2 separate regions of the Rattus norvegicus genome follow, and region 1 is linked to region 2. A link is a contact called in public Hi-C data. All regions are on one chromosome and are shown on one strand. Each heading gives the region's core, a stretch centred on a gene start, on an enhancer-like site or on the middle of the called end of the contact. The rest is flanking DNA. Distances are from core to core; before and after follow the strand shown. Region 1 overlaps Rnls (renalase, FAD-dependent amine oxidase). Region 2 overlaps LOC102548095 (a long non-coding RNA gene).

What was found. Hi-C and Micro-C count contacts between places; a contact is called where the count stands out from the background.
Region 1: a Hi-C map of kidney shows a contact between it and region 2, with 4 times the contacts expected there. The contact joins two enhancer-like sites. A contact is called at or near these places in 8 of 12 Hi-C or Micro-C datasets (the A7r5 cell line, frontal cortex, hepatocytes and 3 more).

What each region holds. Positions count from the first base shown.
Region 1 is chr1:240,541,219-240,544,525 of GRCr8, forward strand. All of the region lies in intron 4 of Rnls (renalase, FAD-dependent amine oxidase), which reads right to left. Among named protein-coding and RNA genes, the nearest start is that of Rnls, 180 kb to the right of the region's middle. Within about 2 kb of position 1,278, at least 44 of the 93 cell types and tissues checked have an H3K27ac peak or open chromatin away from gene starts, as enhancers often do.
Region 2 is chr1:240,429,836-240,433,490 of GRCr8, forward strand. All of the region lies in intron 4 of LOC102548095 (a long non-coding RNA gene), which reads left to right. Among named protein-coding and RNA genes, the nearest start is that of Rnls, 290 kb to the right of the region's middle. Within about 2 kb of position 2,151, at least 30 of the 93 cell types and tissues checked have an H3K27ac peak or open chromatin away from gene starts, as enhancers often do.

The DNA of each region.
Region 1 (3,307 bases), core at 28-2,527, 110 kb after region 2:
ACCTCATGGCAGCGGCTCTTTTACGTTAAGGAGGAAACTCTGTGGTTAAACTGTAGCCTAGGTATTTTTAGAGCCGTTACCATGTTAACCAAATTTCATACATTTCACCTGCAGGATATGCACTAACACCAAGGCCTTCCTTAAAGGCTACCTCCCCAAATAAATAATTAAAATATGTGAACAATTAATACTGTTTTTAGGACTAAGACCATGCTGTCTGAGAACACATTCCCTAGTACTGACACCTTTTCTCTTCTATATTTTTTTCTTTTTTGAATGGATGGACGGTAATGTCTTTAGGAAGTACCTTTTTCTTTGATACAAGTGACTTGAAGGGCTAGAACCAAAAGCTTAAAGCTGGTTAGTTCTAAAGGTCAGAGCCCGAAGGCAGCGACTCCTTTGTTAATCATTAAGCTTTTCTAAGCTTCTTCTGACAGAATTCTGGCTTTGTGCCCCCTGTCTTGGGTCATTTTACACTGTGAATCCTTATGCTGCTCCAGCTCTTAAGAATGCAGCAAAGGTTAGGAGAAAGACATAGCTCTTGTTGCTGTTTTCTCCTAGTCAATCTGGCATCGCCCTTATGCTTTCGGGAGGCAGAGGCAGTTTGTGTCGAGGGCATCTTCACTCGCCCAGCTGGAGAGCATTTAAAGAGGACCCATGGGTCCAGATGTGATGGAAGGAACACCCACTTAGCCATAAAGTGAGAGTCCCCATCGTTGCTGACCAGTGACTTTCACCACTAATCCCATCACTGAAAGTTCAAGATAGAACAGAACAACTGAGTGCTATCAAATATTATCTTCCACCATCAGCTTTGACATACTTAGAATCCGCTGTGTTAGCCCAATGAGGTTCAAATGACAAGATGTCTCACTGCCAAGTTCAATGCCAGTTTATCTTCTAGTCATCTGAATAAAAGTCACTCCGCACCAAAAAAATTCCCTTAAACACAACTAAATTCGGTTTTATGGACCAAGGGACATTAAGCTGCTAAAACACATGCTTTCAAAGTCGAATGTGGAAAAGCTGCCCTGTTTCTCAAGGGAAAAAATACACAGTTAAACCTTGCTTATTCATAATAACCCAAACTTCCGGAAGGCTTAAGCATTTGGAATTGCTCCAAACCCAAAAGAGGGGAGGAGGGAAAGGGAAGGGTTTGGAGAGCAAGGGGATGGGGAGGGGGGTTGGAGGAAGAGAGGGACAGAATGAACCAGCAGCAAGCAAGCCAGTTTTTAGAAGTAGACCTGAAACCCTAGCAACACTGAAAGGAGACCTGGAGCTTGCATCTGATTGGCTTACCAGCCAGAAGGAATGCTGAGCTCTGATTGGCTAGTGATGATGTCTCCAAATAATCAGCCTTTTGCAGGGAAGCAAATTTATCTGGCAGAAAAGACAGGAGGTAGAAGAAGCAGGCAAGAAGCAAAGGGAGGGGGACAGGGCAAAATGAATGGCAGGTTATTTGTAACAAAGGTGGCAGCTGAGATGACAAGGAGGACAAAAATAACTATTTATGTAACTGTTTACAGTTTTTACAAAATGGGCTCCGTATAATCACTGATATTGTCTTCAGAAGGACCTTCAAGGATTGCAGAAGTGAAATGACATTCCCTAGGTTACACAGCTAGTAAGAAAAAAGCTGAGCTCATCCAGCTCTAATCCAGGGCTGTTGACACCACAGTCTCTGGAGAGAACAATTTGGAGTTCTTCTGAGGAACAGAGAGCTAATCCTCTGATCACAGACCACCAGCAGCCACATGAGCTACAGTTTAGTGGGAGATGCAGAAAGGGTGAAGGGCTCCCTGCCCTTCGCTACACAGAGCTTGAAAACATCGCCCAAGGAACATCTCCATGCACGTTAGGAAGAACAGCCCCCCCCCCCGTTGTCCCAGCTAAAAACATGCAGATCACTTATATCTCAACTTTCTTTCCATATGCAATGCCTCCGTAAGGCCTGCGGATGCCACGTCTAAACCACTGAAGTCAGGTGCTTATGTCATACCGCTGGTTGCCATGTTCTCCTCTGAGCCACTGTACTCTGTACTGGGGCCTCAGTTCGCTGCTCCAGTTTTGTTTTGTGCTTCCCTTGCTCCCCTAACTTCATCTTTGTCCTGCTCAATCGATACTTTGGAACATGCTACACTATAAATGAAATTCAAGGTTCCTAGCAGGGTCCAGCCTGAGTTCACTGTGAGTGCCTCTGCCTAGGGCATATTGCTCTGCACATGGAGGCCTCCTTTGTGTACCTAGAGCAGAACTTCTCACCCCAGCAGAGGAGCCTTTAGCCAGGCTGCTCTTGTCGTCACGTCATCAGACTGCAGGCTCCCAGGGCCTTTCCTACGAGCTGGTCTAAGTTCCCTGCTATTTCTTTCATGAATTCCTTTTATTGGCTTCCTGTTGATTTCTTGACCGAAGAATTGTTTTTATTTGACTGCTTAGCCCTTCTTTTATATGTTTCTCTACTAGTCATGTTCTATTAAGTCAAAATCTAGTATTTCATATACTATTACTAGCCTAGAAGCCCAGGAAAGTAGTGCGTAATGGGTCCTTAATAGTTGTACTGATGAATAATGAATGAATGAATGAATGAATGAATGAATGAATGAATGAATAATGAATGAACGAGCACCTGAGCTTTAGCTTTACTGGTGTTCCATGTCACCTCTCCACTAACAACTATGCACAGGGCTCCTGCAGGGTGGCCTGTTGTCTTGTGGTTCTTTTCAAAGTCGTGATTGGTAGTAAAATGCCATCATTTAGAAAGTTTTGTAGAATTCCTAACAAAATTTCTGAAAAGGGGAGGAAAATCTTATTTAGATTGAAGCTTGGGGTATGGTAACAATGTATGGGTATCACTCTTTGGGAATGTAAGTTGTTAATTTTTTTTTTTTTTGCCAAAATTGTGTCTCTAAGGGATGAACATATCTTTAGCAAAATGAATCAACCTATGGGGTTGTAAAGTCATAACTGAACCAATGTCTTGGTCAAAGTATTGCTGTTTTAATTATGCTCATTTATTTCAACATTCCAAATCTGGAAAATTTTTAGCTGCCCCATTACAGTTTCTTTTGCAAGTGAAAATTGTCATGATGCCCTCTGGTGGAATTAAATTTTTTCTTCCTTCCTTCCTTCCTTCCTTCCTTCCTTCCTTCCTTCCTTCCTTTCTTCCTTCCTTCCTTCCTTCCCTCCCTCCCCCTGCTCCCTCGCTCCCTCTCTCCATCGTCCCTTATCTATTTATCTTTTTACCTATTTAGAATGAAACACAGGGGACATAGGATTTATATTTCCTTGCAATGCTGACTATCTAGGC
Region 2 (3,655 bases), core at 901-3,400:
CTTGATCCCTGGCTCTAGGCATGCCTGGTCCCCTCCTGGTGAATAAGCAGTTTACGTTCAGAGTGAGTTCACTAGAGTCTGCCGTATCGCAGGCAGGAAAAGGATTCCTGTTGGTCTCTGCTGGGAAAGTAGACCCCGCAAGACGGCAGTTTAGGAGGTTGGAGACGGCTGCCCCACCCCCGGGGGATGGAGCAAAGATTCAGCCGAGGGAGGCTTGTGAAGCAGATGAGCAGAATGAAAGATTTCCCTCGAGTCCCTGAGTCCATGCACGTTACTACTCATGATTTCTGTGAGCCACCCCAGAATTTTTTTATTTTTAATATTTTGCTTAAGCTAGCGCTGTTTCATTTTTATCGCTTACAAAAAGGAAAAAAAAAAGAACCCAAACTAATTACAGTAATGATAGCAATTTTGATCTTGCTGAACATTTGCTTTGTGTCAGGAACGCTGTTTCTACTTGAGTTCAAATCTCGTCTACTCAGTGAGCTAGCTTGAAAGCTTGCTAATTTTCCCAGGATACTTTGCCTTAGTGGTCTGGGGTTTGAATCCTGATCTGCCTGATGCTTCCGTCTCTGGTTTTAACTATTCCCTAATGTATCCGCCCAACGTAAGTATGTTGCTGTAGAAGTGGACTACGGAGAGGGAGAGCCAGCATGCTCCCCAAGAGGATGCCTTAAACAGGAAGACAGTCAAGAAAGAAGAAATTGTAAAGACAAGGTTTGCCTGCTCAGTGCTCTGTGGCATCTTCTTGGTGCCCAGCTCTTAATTGGTTATAGCACCTCCGAGGAGTCTCATCTTTTCTCTAACAGCAAGGAAAACCAGTGTTGAGTCCTGTTCCAGTCCATGTGTGTGCGAGGTGCGTGTGGTTTAAGAGGGTGACTTTACGAGGCTTCTCCTCTAGCCATCAGCAGTATCCTTTGCCTTGAGACAGTATACTTTCAGGCAGTTCAAACTCACGCCTGTCACTCACGCACAGGTTCGCTGTCTCTACAATGTCATTGGCTCTCATTCTGGGCCTGTCCTAATCCCGACCAATCAAGAACCACAGTTGCCTCTTTCAAGATCCCAGTAGCGTTTGATGATTCGCCCTAATAGCATCACACATTAAAACCAGAGTAGAGACTCACACCCCTGCCTCCCTCCATAGCTCAAAAGACTTAGCGAAGGCTTAATGGGGCACTGGATCTTGGAGGCTGTGAGATTTTTGTGTGCATCTAATTGAAAAAAATGTATGTTCATCTATCGTGATACAACACCTATTGGCAGCCATACTATTTTACAAGGCTGTTTCTTCCCATGTCTCCCTTTAAGGATGCCATGGTTTCAGGAATTGATGGGATTAGTTACACACTCGGAAAGGAGCCTAACATCAAGTAGTTATTTGCTGCTGCCAAGATGTGGGCTTGCCATTTTCCTTAGCTGCAGTACATCTTGTCGGGAGCATCCGCCCAGTACAGAGAAAGGAACCATGTTATGTGTTGATCAAAGGTGGCTAGCAAGAGCCGTGCATCTGTAGAACTTCTCTTTCCTCTGGATGGGTATATAGCAGTGACAGTTTTTGCTGCATCACAAAGATGTCTCAGGATAAAGAATAGAATTTCAGGAAACCCAGATAAAACTAGCCTCTGGGGGATTAACAACAAACAAAAACACACAGGCAAATGATCGGAGAGAAAGGCAGAGCTCTCAGCAGAAAGCTTTTTCTAAGGAAATGGCCACAATTTCCCTTTTACATAATTGCCATAAATGCACAGCCAAATTAAATGTGTCATAGATAAAATTACCAACCGAAGTACCACCCGGCTGTCTCCTGTGAGCTGAGAGTTTGCGAATGCAGTGTTCTCCGGCGAGCGTCGCAAATCCACATAATGTTCCCGAGTGCTAAATTTGGAGCTCTGATTTAGCTGACAGATGTTTAAAATCACATTGGATTGGACAACTCCCCGAGGAGGACACAGCTGCAGATGTGAAAGAGAACAAGCTAAGGGCTTTAGGAACAGCTTCTCTTCCCTATCAGCCTTCTTCGATGGGGCTCTGTGGGAGAAGGATCATTTCTGTGCTGAATTCACCAACCCCCAACCTCCTGTTGAACTGACGCTGAGATGAACGCAGAGGCTGCACACTGGACAAAGTGTAGGATGCTACACTTCACCTGAGCTGGTCACACGGGGGCTGTGGGCTCCTTGAAAACAGGCAGGTAGCCACCATACCTTGGAGCCTGGCTTGCTCCTTTGGTAACATCTTATGATCAGAAATGAATGTAATTCTGAAAATCGAGACTTCTGCATCAGTATTTAACTGGCAACCTCTTCTTGGGCAAGGTTGAAATGCTCTCCCCAATTCCCCACACTTAAATCTCCAACAGCGCTTCCTTCGTTTTTTGGAAAACAACAAAATTAAAATTATTCTAGGTTTCTGTTTTTTTTTTCTTCAAAAACACATATTTTAGGCCTGTGTCGAGACTCAGACTGAAATGGATTTGTTTTTAAAAAAAATGTCTGAGTATTTGATGTGGGAGACTAGTGACCTTTGGTATTTTGTATAAAAAAAATGTTTGATGTCTCAAATTTCCCTACTGAACTTGTATTGTTGCTGTTTTTTTTCTGTGATTTTTTTCCATGCTCTACCATCCCCCACATTCAAAACAAGCTCTTTAATTACTCAACAGAGCTCATCCTCACAGCCACCTCAGATGAATGTCACTCACATCATGATGTCGAGATTGAGTAAATCTAATTCAAACCAAAAAAATGTTTAAGACAGAGCCCAAGAGACACTGTCATTGTTGGGGGAATTTACACTGGGGTAACACCGTGTACACCAATACGTCACCCAGAATGCAAGTGTCTAACAGCATGACCCTCCGAGACTACAGAACTCCCTCACAGGAAGTAGGTGGCAGGGTCGGTAGGTATGATTCAGACCCTTTGTTCCTTGGGATGAACAGATACGATGTCAAATGGCTGACAGGCTGAGAACACAGCAAATCCAGGCAAAACCGATGAATCCCTGGAGCCTTGTCTATGTTCAGCCTGTGCAGCCAAAGCTAGCACTGGGGGCAAATGTGGAGTAAACAGGGAAAGAAGAAGCAAAGTGTAAACACCGGTAAGGGAAGCTCACACAGGGTCTTGTGCTACAAATTGTGAATGCCATACTTCGTGACTCACTGAAGGAAGCCCATTTTATGCCATGATTTAATCTATGATACACTATCTTTCAAACCACGGATCTACTCAATCTGTAGCAGAAAGTTAGACACTGCGTCTTTACCAGAGTTTGAATGGGAGAAGGGGAAAGATGATTAAACTCTCATGAGGATCTGTATGTTTTGCTTTATGACAACAAATACTTATTTTTTTCACTCTAAAAAATTTTGGTAAAATAATTGAACCACATGATAATCACAAAAGTAATTCTGTTGGCTAAGGACTCTGTGGAACATATGACTCATTAGGGAAGACCTTTGGCCACTGGAGTACAGGTTTCTGGGTCTCATAAATCAAAGTATGTCCATGAGGATAAAGTGGAACAAAAGATAGCAATAATATTTTGAGAAGGCGAGAAGAGGTTCGGGGTGCAAAAACGTTGTTAGTTTCTTGACAGGACAAAAAGGGTAGGGTATTAATGTCGTTTACTCACTGTAGTTTGTGGTGAT